2 separate regions of the Anas platyrhynchos genome follow, and region 1 is linked to region 2. Evidence: chromatin contacts called from public Hi-C data. All regions are on one chromosome and are shown on one strand. Each heading gives the region's core, a stretch centred on a gene start, on an enhancer-like site or on the middle of the called end of the contact. The rest is flanking DNA. Distances are from core to core; before and after follow the strand shown. Region 1 overlaps ARHGAP24 (Rho GTPase activating protein 24). Region 2 holds the start of COPS4 (COP9 signalosome subunit 4).

Region 1 (4,154 bases), core at 993-3,492, 130 kb before region 2:
TTATTGGTTAGACGCAGCAATTCTGGCCTCACAAAGGAGAAAGTTTTCTTTTAACCACGTCCACATGTATATCACCATGCAACGCTGAGTGCACATGCTTGCATTTGCGCACACACATGCCTCCACGCACCAAAAACATGCTCTGTAGATGTTTTCATTATTAAATGGCTTATCGCTGAAACAGGATCTGATCTTTGCAAGAAGTACTCTAAGTCAATTAAAGACGATCAGTTTCAAGCCAGCAGAAGTCAGATTATAGGTATTGTTCTTCTGTAAAGGTCAACATCTTCCAGAGGTAACTCAACCTCACGTGTTTTCTTCTAAAAACTTTATAACAAGCTATGGGCAAGCTTAGAGAGCACGTTACTGTGGGCTTCTTATTCTTTTCATGCAGTGCAGTAACGCAGTGAAATCTGCAAAGAACAAAAGGCCAACTTTGAATGTTATTGTTTGATTTTACACTTGAGAACATACTCCCAGAGCCGTGGTGGATCTTATTACATATAGGGCATTTGGACGAAATCTGGAACAGACTTCCTGACCACATGCACTTATTCAAGTCCTTGTGATGACTCCCCCAAGCACATTCACACAGGGGAGAGGGGGGGGTGTAAACATGGCTACAGCTAAATTCCAGTTGGAGACTTAGGAATTTTCAACCTAAAATCCCCTTTCCAATGTCAAGGCATTGCAGTGTTTTCCACAACATCCTGTCATCATCCGGCTGCAATCTTGTTTACAGCTGCTGGGAATTTTGCCACCAGTCTCAGGAGTCAGAGGTACCGCTGCAAAATTCTTATTAACTGGGGTGGTTTGCCAGGCAGAGGTCATAAATGTTTCAGGAGGAAAGGAGGAGGCCCAAGACAACTGGTATTCCCCCTCCTCAACCCTCTTTGCTTCTTTTTGACTAGCCATTAGCAACAGGCACTTCTTGATGCCTTCCTGACATCACACAGGTGAAACACCAGCTAGCCAAGTATCTCTAACATCGTACCCTAACCACTGAATATTCAAACCTTTCCTTCTGGAACAGGCGAAGAATAAAGAACAGAAGTGCTTCTGAAATGTATGGAAGCCATTTGGGGCCAGATTTCCAAGTACTCCCAGTTACAGAGATGAAGGTCAACCACCACGGCAAGCGCTTGGCATTCAGCAACCTGGAATAACTGCATGTGGGCGCTTCTCTGCTGCCAGAGCAGTGAATCATCCCTCGTCAGCAGAAGCTCCTTTTGCAATGTGTTAATACAAGGTGGAACACTTCATTCTCTCTTTTTTTTTTTTTTCCCCCGAAGCAAGGTATTCAAGGGAGTCTTTTCTGACACAGCTGCACGAGTCAAAGCACGTGAGTAAGAGCCCCGTACTCAAGACAGAAATGCTGCGACCATGGGGTGCAGCACGGCTCTTGTGCTTGTGCCTGTTGCAAAACTCCAAGTCCAGCTTTTTCCTAGCACTAAAAGAAAGATGAGGGCAACGAGTCAGAAGCCACGCTTCGGGGGCTGGAACAGCTACCCCAGAGCTTTTCATCACGCAGAGCAGTGGCAGCAATTCGTACACCACCTCCAGAATACAGCGGTGTTCAAGCAGCCCCAGAAAACAGGAGGCGTGCCTGTCACTAGCACAGCACCACTACACCTGGTTTTGTAGTTACACATTAACACAGGCAGCATCCTAGGGCCCAACAGGCTACAAAGGAAGTAACTGGAAAGCATTTCATATAAACTGCATGAGGAGAGAGCAAGCAGCTCCTTAGGATAGATATGCACTGCGGCTACTAACACCAGAAAATACAGGTGAGGAAGCTAAGCACACCTTGTGGCATGAGGCCACATTCCTTCTGCGTGTCAGGCCCTGAGTTAAGCTGACTCGCCTGCCCTGTGTGGGAACAAAAACAGAGCAGGAAAGGGTTTGTTTGAAGTCATCTCGAGATCTAATCACTGTTCTGCAGCCCATTCAAAGTTGCTGCTGTGGGAAATGCATACCAAACCTACCTCTTCTTCACAGCGTCACCCTAGTGCATGGTCCAGACACACCGACACCCTGCCCATTCTCCCAGGATCGCTTTATCCCAGACGAGTACTACACCATGATCGCTACCATCCATAAGCACTCTCCAGGGGCCACCAAGTTGGGCAGCAGGCACGTTGGGCAGGCAGCTTTCCAGCCTCCTCTGCACCAGGCTGCCCTAAAAGCCACTCCACTGCCTCCTGTGGCCAGCACAACGGGGGGCTGCAGAGGGCAGCACTGCCGTGCTCTTGGCTTGCATCACCCGGCACGGGATGTCACATAGGAAACGGAATATTCACTGCATTAACCTCGCGGTCACACCCACTGTGAAATTCCCTCAGTTTCAAGGCCTCCCTGAAAGCCAGCACACAGCAGCTGCACCAGCTCTGGGGGACCCCAGCCGGTGCAAAGGGCGCACCATGCAGGAGAGGGAACGTGTCTGAGATGGAAAGGGGATGGTGATTCCTTTCAGAAAAAGCCACTGAGTACAGGAACAGCCACGGGCCTGGCTCCAGTACGGCTCCAGTGCCACAGGATGCAGACTCACCAGGGAAGCAGAGCTGCAGCAACAAGCGGTGCTCTCAGCTCGGTGCCTGGCACCGCGTCAGGGCAGAGCTCAGCCTGCACACCAGCTCTGTTCGTCTGAGACGTCTTTATCTGCTGCTCGGTCACCCACCTCAGCACACGGAATAAACGGATTTGGAGAGGTTGATCTCTTTATGCTTTTGGATTCATTTTAAGCACAGACAAAGGCCGTTAGATAAGCCTGTTTGGCAATGCCTGTTAGGAGGGAGTTCTCTGTCACTCCGCAGAAGAAAATATTGCTGGGGAGCGTCATGAGAGGTCAGGCACCACTGTTTCTGATGCACAAAAATCCAGCCTGGGATTCAACCTCGTTTTGTTGAAGAGCTGCCCAAGATCAGGCACTTCAGTACGTAAGTGACAGCAGCCACTCAACTTACTGTGACAGGCCACACGGTGCAGATCTCACCACCTCACACAAAGCAACTCCCACCTTACTAGTAAAGGGAACGTGTATTGTGCTGAACAACAGAGCTGTGCAAAACCCTGATACTTTCCTTAGCAGCAAGCTGTGCCCCTGAAGGTGGAAAGGGCAAGATGAAGAGCTAAGTGTAGCAGTTAATCTTTACCTTTCCTCTTCAGAAACAGACACAGGTTAAGCACAAGAGACCACCAAGGATGAACTCTGCCTACACCGAGGCTGAAACTGTCCACAACCTTGTGGTAAAGACTTTAGTCAGGTGCTGAACCATATGAGCCACCTGCTTTAAAAAATAAAAATACAAAGGAGAAGGACAGTAGCCAATTACAGTGCTGGTTTTAAGTTAAAATCCACATACCTCAATAATGCTGCACATGTCTCAGTTCTGCCTACAGCCCAAGAAATGTAACACACCTCAAACAACACGTTACACACGGCTGCCCCACTCTCAGACTCCACAGCCCCGCCGCCTTACCCAGGGCTGACACGGTCTGAGGGGGTGTCACATACCACCCAGCTCTTCTCATTACTGACGTGCATCTCCACGGGACACATTCCACATTTCCACACTGCAATTTAATCTGTTGAGTTATGGTGTCATCAGTCAGACATTATTTAATTACTATGGAATAAAAGCCTTATTAAAACTCTCCCCAGCCTTTGTCAGAGCAAGGTAACTTATGAACACAACTGGATCTTCAGGGCATTTGCAAGGGAGTACTCCCCATCTATTTATTTTAAATAACGTGTTGATATGTAATTGATGCTGTCAAAACAGAAAAGGAATTAAAAGAGCTGATGCATCAAAAAAAAAAAAAAAAAAAAAAGCTGCAGATCTAACAGTACTTAATGGTACTCTGAGGACATTAAACCTACGTTATCCCAGCGGTGGTGTTGACACGCTCTGCCAAACCTATTTGAAGCGTGGTTTTATCATGGAGGTACGTAGGAGTCCCATGAGATCAAAAGCACTGTCAAGTGGATAATGAATTTCACATTTTTCTTCTCCCACCATCTGCATGCATGGACAAAGCTGTACCCAAAACACAATAAATCAGCATACACACACTACGGCACCTTCTGTACAAGATCCCACTTCTCAGCCAAACAGCATGGCTTGAACAGGACTGGCATGTAAAAAACCTTT
Region 2 (4,047 bases), core at 1,062-3,561:
TGGAAGAAAAACATAAGATAGATGCAATGCTTCTTAGTGCCATCACTGTAAGCAATCCCTAGCCTTTCAATCATTTACTTTTTTTTTTAAAGTAATTCAAAATTTTACATCTGTGTATCAGTGTAGCAGCGTTGTTTGTTCTAAAGATGAATTTTATTCCTTCAGCAACACTAGAGGTCAGAGTTCTAACACCTAACAGATAACAAATAACCTGTTCCTCTCTGATTTATAATTTTTATAAACATTTCATTCAGAATCATTGTTCTCAATAGGACATTAAAAATATCTTGGACAAAATAAATCCTTCGGCTAAATTTCACTATGTTTATTCACAATTTAAAAAAAAAAAATAACAGGTATAATTTAGAGGTAATCAATAGGCTAAGTGTCCAATACAACACAAAAACACCGAGCCATTTCTTCTGATTGCTTTCCAAGCTAATCTGAGACTGAAGAAGGAGTTCGTTAGTTAAAACACTGCTAAACATCCAGTATCCATTTTAGCATTCAGAGCTCACTTCGATTTTACCTTCAGACACTACCACACAGACAGGTTGGAAAGTTACATTAACTTAGAAATCTTACACCTTTCCTCAACTTTTGAGCATGGTGCTGATAGCTCCTTTCCTAATCATTTTTAATCCAATAGAACCAAAAAATAATGTCTTCATGTAACCTCTTGGAGACGTAATAAACATGATCCCATGTATGCCTGGCTTTCACTCAGTTTGCAATTAATTATACCAAAAGCACTTACTTGCTTCCACAAAAGCTTTCAAAGCTTCAAGTTGTTCTACACCCACCAGCTGAATTGCTTTTTCCAATATTTGACGATATCTGTCCAGAGAAGGAAAAATAAGAAACATCTGAGATTACATTTTCACTCACTGTTTCCGCTGTTCTGCTTATTTTCTACCTGAGCCTTCCTCCTGCTTTTATTCTCTCTGTCTGTGAGGTAGATATTTTCCAAAGCACTGACGTTCACGTGCCAGGCACATTCACCTGAAATTGGTATCTAACTCTTACCAAAACCCAGGCCAAAAGGGTCAATAATGTAGCCAATCATCTTCTTATATCTTATTATTTGTGCAATTAAGGTGTTGGGGTTTTTTGTTTTTGTTTTTTTTTTTTTAGTTTATTTATATATCCCTACATCAGTGCAGTTTTCTTTTGCCAAAAAGAGGTGACACAGAATAAGTAAAGAAAATCGTAACCCTTGTGGAGTAACACTACTTAAAAAAGACAAAGGTTTAAACTGCCACATTCAGTGACAATAGGAAACTGGGGTGGAATTTGGTAGTTAGCAGCAGGTTCTGGTCCCCCGAGACAAACACACACAGAAAACATGCATTTTTAAGTGTTAATTTCAAAGGGGAGGGTGGGGGGTGGGAAACATTTTTAATGTTATTTATTTTTTTCAATTTTCATGGTTCAAAAGGCCAGTGCAACTCCAGGCTTTAACCTGAGGACGACTACTACTCAAGAGAGGCAAAACATATCCGAAATGTAAAAATGTCTGAAGTGTGTTCATCAAGAGAGAACGTAGATATCAGCAGGTATTTCGAAGAAAACATTTTAATTTTAACGTGCAGCTCCCAAAGGGAGAGAAATCCTCCAGGAAAGAAAGAGGTAGTCGGGGAGTGAAGAAATTTTACTGTAACCGAGCAGCTTCACAGCCTACCCTCAGGGAAGAGAAAAAAAAAAAATCCGCGTGAGAAATCACACGGCGAGCAGCGAGGTGCAGCACCCAAAACGCGCGTGCAAATTAAAGGAGAAAATGGAAAAATAAGAAATAATAATATAAAAGAGAACTAGAATAAATGAATAAAGTAAAAAAAAATAATAATGAAGTAGAATAAAACGAAGGCTTACCGGCGTCCCGAAGGACCCGGCCCTGGCCTCACCGCGCGGCCCCAACGGTCCCCCCACAGCATGGCCGCACGGAGCCTCGCTCAAAACCGAAAAACACGCAGAAAACGGCCAAACCCTGAGGCAAAAAACCCTTTTTTCCCCTTCTTTTTCCTCACAAACCACAGCCGCAGGGCCCCGGCCACCTCCATACCCCACTCCCGGAGCCCCCCCCTGCACCAAACCAGCCTCCCCCTCAGCACCCCGTACCGCAGGGGGCAGCCCCCGGCACTCACTTTCCCGCCAGGTCCTTGTGGGAGCCGCTGGAGTTCATCAGCTGCGCCAGCTCCTGCCGCGCCGCCGCCGCCATCTTGTGGCCCCGCCGCCCTCCTCCTCCTCCTCCTCCTCCTCCTCCTCCCTCCCCGCGCCCATGGAGCCCCGCGGCCGGGGGCGGGAGCGGCGGCGGCGCCGGTTGCCAGGGCGGCGCGGCGGAGTATTATGGGATGCGGCGGGGGAACGGCGCGGGGCGCGTGATTTTGAACAAACGCGGCCGCGGCGGGCGGGCGGGCGCCGCCGGGCGCCGCGGCGGGGGGGGGGGGGAGCGGGGCGGCGGAGCCTGAACGGAGCGAAACGACGAGGACGACGAGGAGGAGGACGACGAGGAAGGGCAGCGGCCGCCCGGTGAGCGCGGGGGGCGGGAAGGCAGAGCCGTGCGGCGGCGGCGGGGCGCTGACAGCCGGCGGCAGGGCGCAGGCTCGGCCCCGCGGGGCGCTCCGTGAGGGGCGGCGGGGAGCGGGAGGCTCCCCCCGGGGCCGGGGCCGGGCTTGGGCTTGGGGTTGGGGTTGGGGCAGGTGCGGCGGGGCCGGGCGGAAAATGGCGGAGCTTTCGAAACGGGGCCGGCGGCTCCCGGCCACCCCCGCGCCGCTGAGGTGAGGCGCCGGGCCGGGGGTGGGGGGCGGCCGTTGGGGGCCGTTGGGAGCCGTTAGGAGCCGTTAGGGGCTCGCGGCTCCTCAGGCGGCCCCGGGAGGCGGCAGGGCCCCGGCCCGGCCGGCGGGGAGGAGCCGGCGCCCGCCCGGTGCCTCCCGGGGCCCGGCCTTTGTCTGAGGGGGGCTCTGTGGGGCCAGGAGCCGCACGGCAGCGGGCAGGGGGGGCAAAACCCAGCGGGCAGGGGGCGACCCCAGGCGGCCGCTGGCTCCGGTGGCTCCCCCGTGGCCGGGGTCTTGCGAGGAGGGACCCAACAGCCCGGCCTGCCCCCAAACGCCCGCTCCGTGCCCGCCCTGAGGGCGAAGCGCCCCTCAGGCTGCCGGGGACAGCGCCGGAGAGGGCAGCCCCGGCGGCTCGGTGGCTGGAAGCCGCCCTTGGTGCTTCCCGGAGCGCTGTGGGGTTCAGAAGTTGGTTATGCAAGGCGAAGTGTCGAGGTGACGTCTCGGGAGCTGTGTCTGGCGTTGTTTGTTTTGCTCGCACTCGTGTGCGCGTCCCAGCCCTGACAGCCCGCTACTGAGCGCTCAGCCGTTCAGCTCAGCTTCTCAGGAGAAGGGTTGAGGATCTGCACACCACAGGTCAGCTGGAAGTGTGACGATGGAGAGTGGTGGAGGATCCCAGCCTCAGCGATGTTGACACCTCACATGTGGAGCTATCGCTGCCTTTTAGGCTTTGGAAAGCTCTCGGTCTGAGCTCCTTGGTTTCATTTCCTTTATGCTTGTTTCAAAAATATTTTATGGGAGACGTAGCAAGGCTCGCTACAGAAGGTTGTTGAGCTCTGCTTCTGCAACAAACTGTGTTTTTTTATGTCACTCGCTTCTGTTTGTGCTCTGTTCCCTTCCTATACTATAGAAGTGGCCCTTTCCTACTTAGGATGTGCTTAAAAATGCTTTCTGATGTCCTAAGGAATCTGTATGTGGCAGTGCTGGAATTCATTACAAATGCCCAAGAGAGAATCTCCTGTTTTTTTTCTTCTTAGCTGCAGGACCTCCCAGAGAGAAGCAGAAAAAGATCTCTAAAAGGTCTGCTCCTAGGGCTTGCGTTTTAGCAGGCCTTACTCTTTAGTAGCTTGGATTACTCTGCCACTTAGAAAACCTGCAAAGCAGCATGGGGTTCCCAGGGCAGCCTACAACCGGGCTGGCTAGCTTTATAATGGTAGAAAACAGAAACATTTGTCTTACACGGGAAAAAAAGAAGACATCCAGAATGACCCCTCGA

What was found. Hi-C and Micro-C count contacts between places; a contact is called where the count stands out from the background.
Region 1: a Hi-C map of F1 follicle shows a contact between it and region 2, with 2.8 times the contacts expected there. The contact joins the enhancer-like site here to the promoter of COPS4 in region 2. A contact is called at or near these places in 2 of 8 Hi-C or Micro-C datasets (F1 follicle and liver).

What each region holds. Positions count from the first base shown.
Region 1 is chr4:48,069,184-48,073,337 of IASCAAS_PekinDuck_T2T, reverse strand. The region is part of intron 3 of ARHGAP24 (Rho GTPase activating protein 24); the gene reads right to left. Among named protein-coding and RNA genes, the nearest start is that of ARHGAP24, 110 kb to the right of the region's middle. Within about 2 kb of position 2,242, at least 3 of the 8 cell types and tissues checked have an H3K27ac peak or open chromatin away from gene starts, as enhancers often do. A contact at or near this core is called in F1 follicle, where this site is marked.
Region 2 is chr4:47,939,656-47,943,702 of IASCAAS_PekinDuck_T2T, reverse strand. COPS4 (COP9 signalosome subunit 4) reads right to left here and starts at 2,311. Exons shown (of 10, transcript XM_038178265.2): 1 at 2,145-2,311; 2 at 758-837. The coding sequence starts at 2,218. It overlaps LIN54 (lin-54 DREAM MuvB core complex component), which reads left to right and starts at 2,375. Exons shown (of 14, transcript XM_038178262.2): 1 at 2,375-2,529.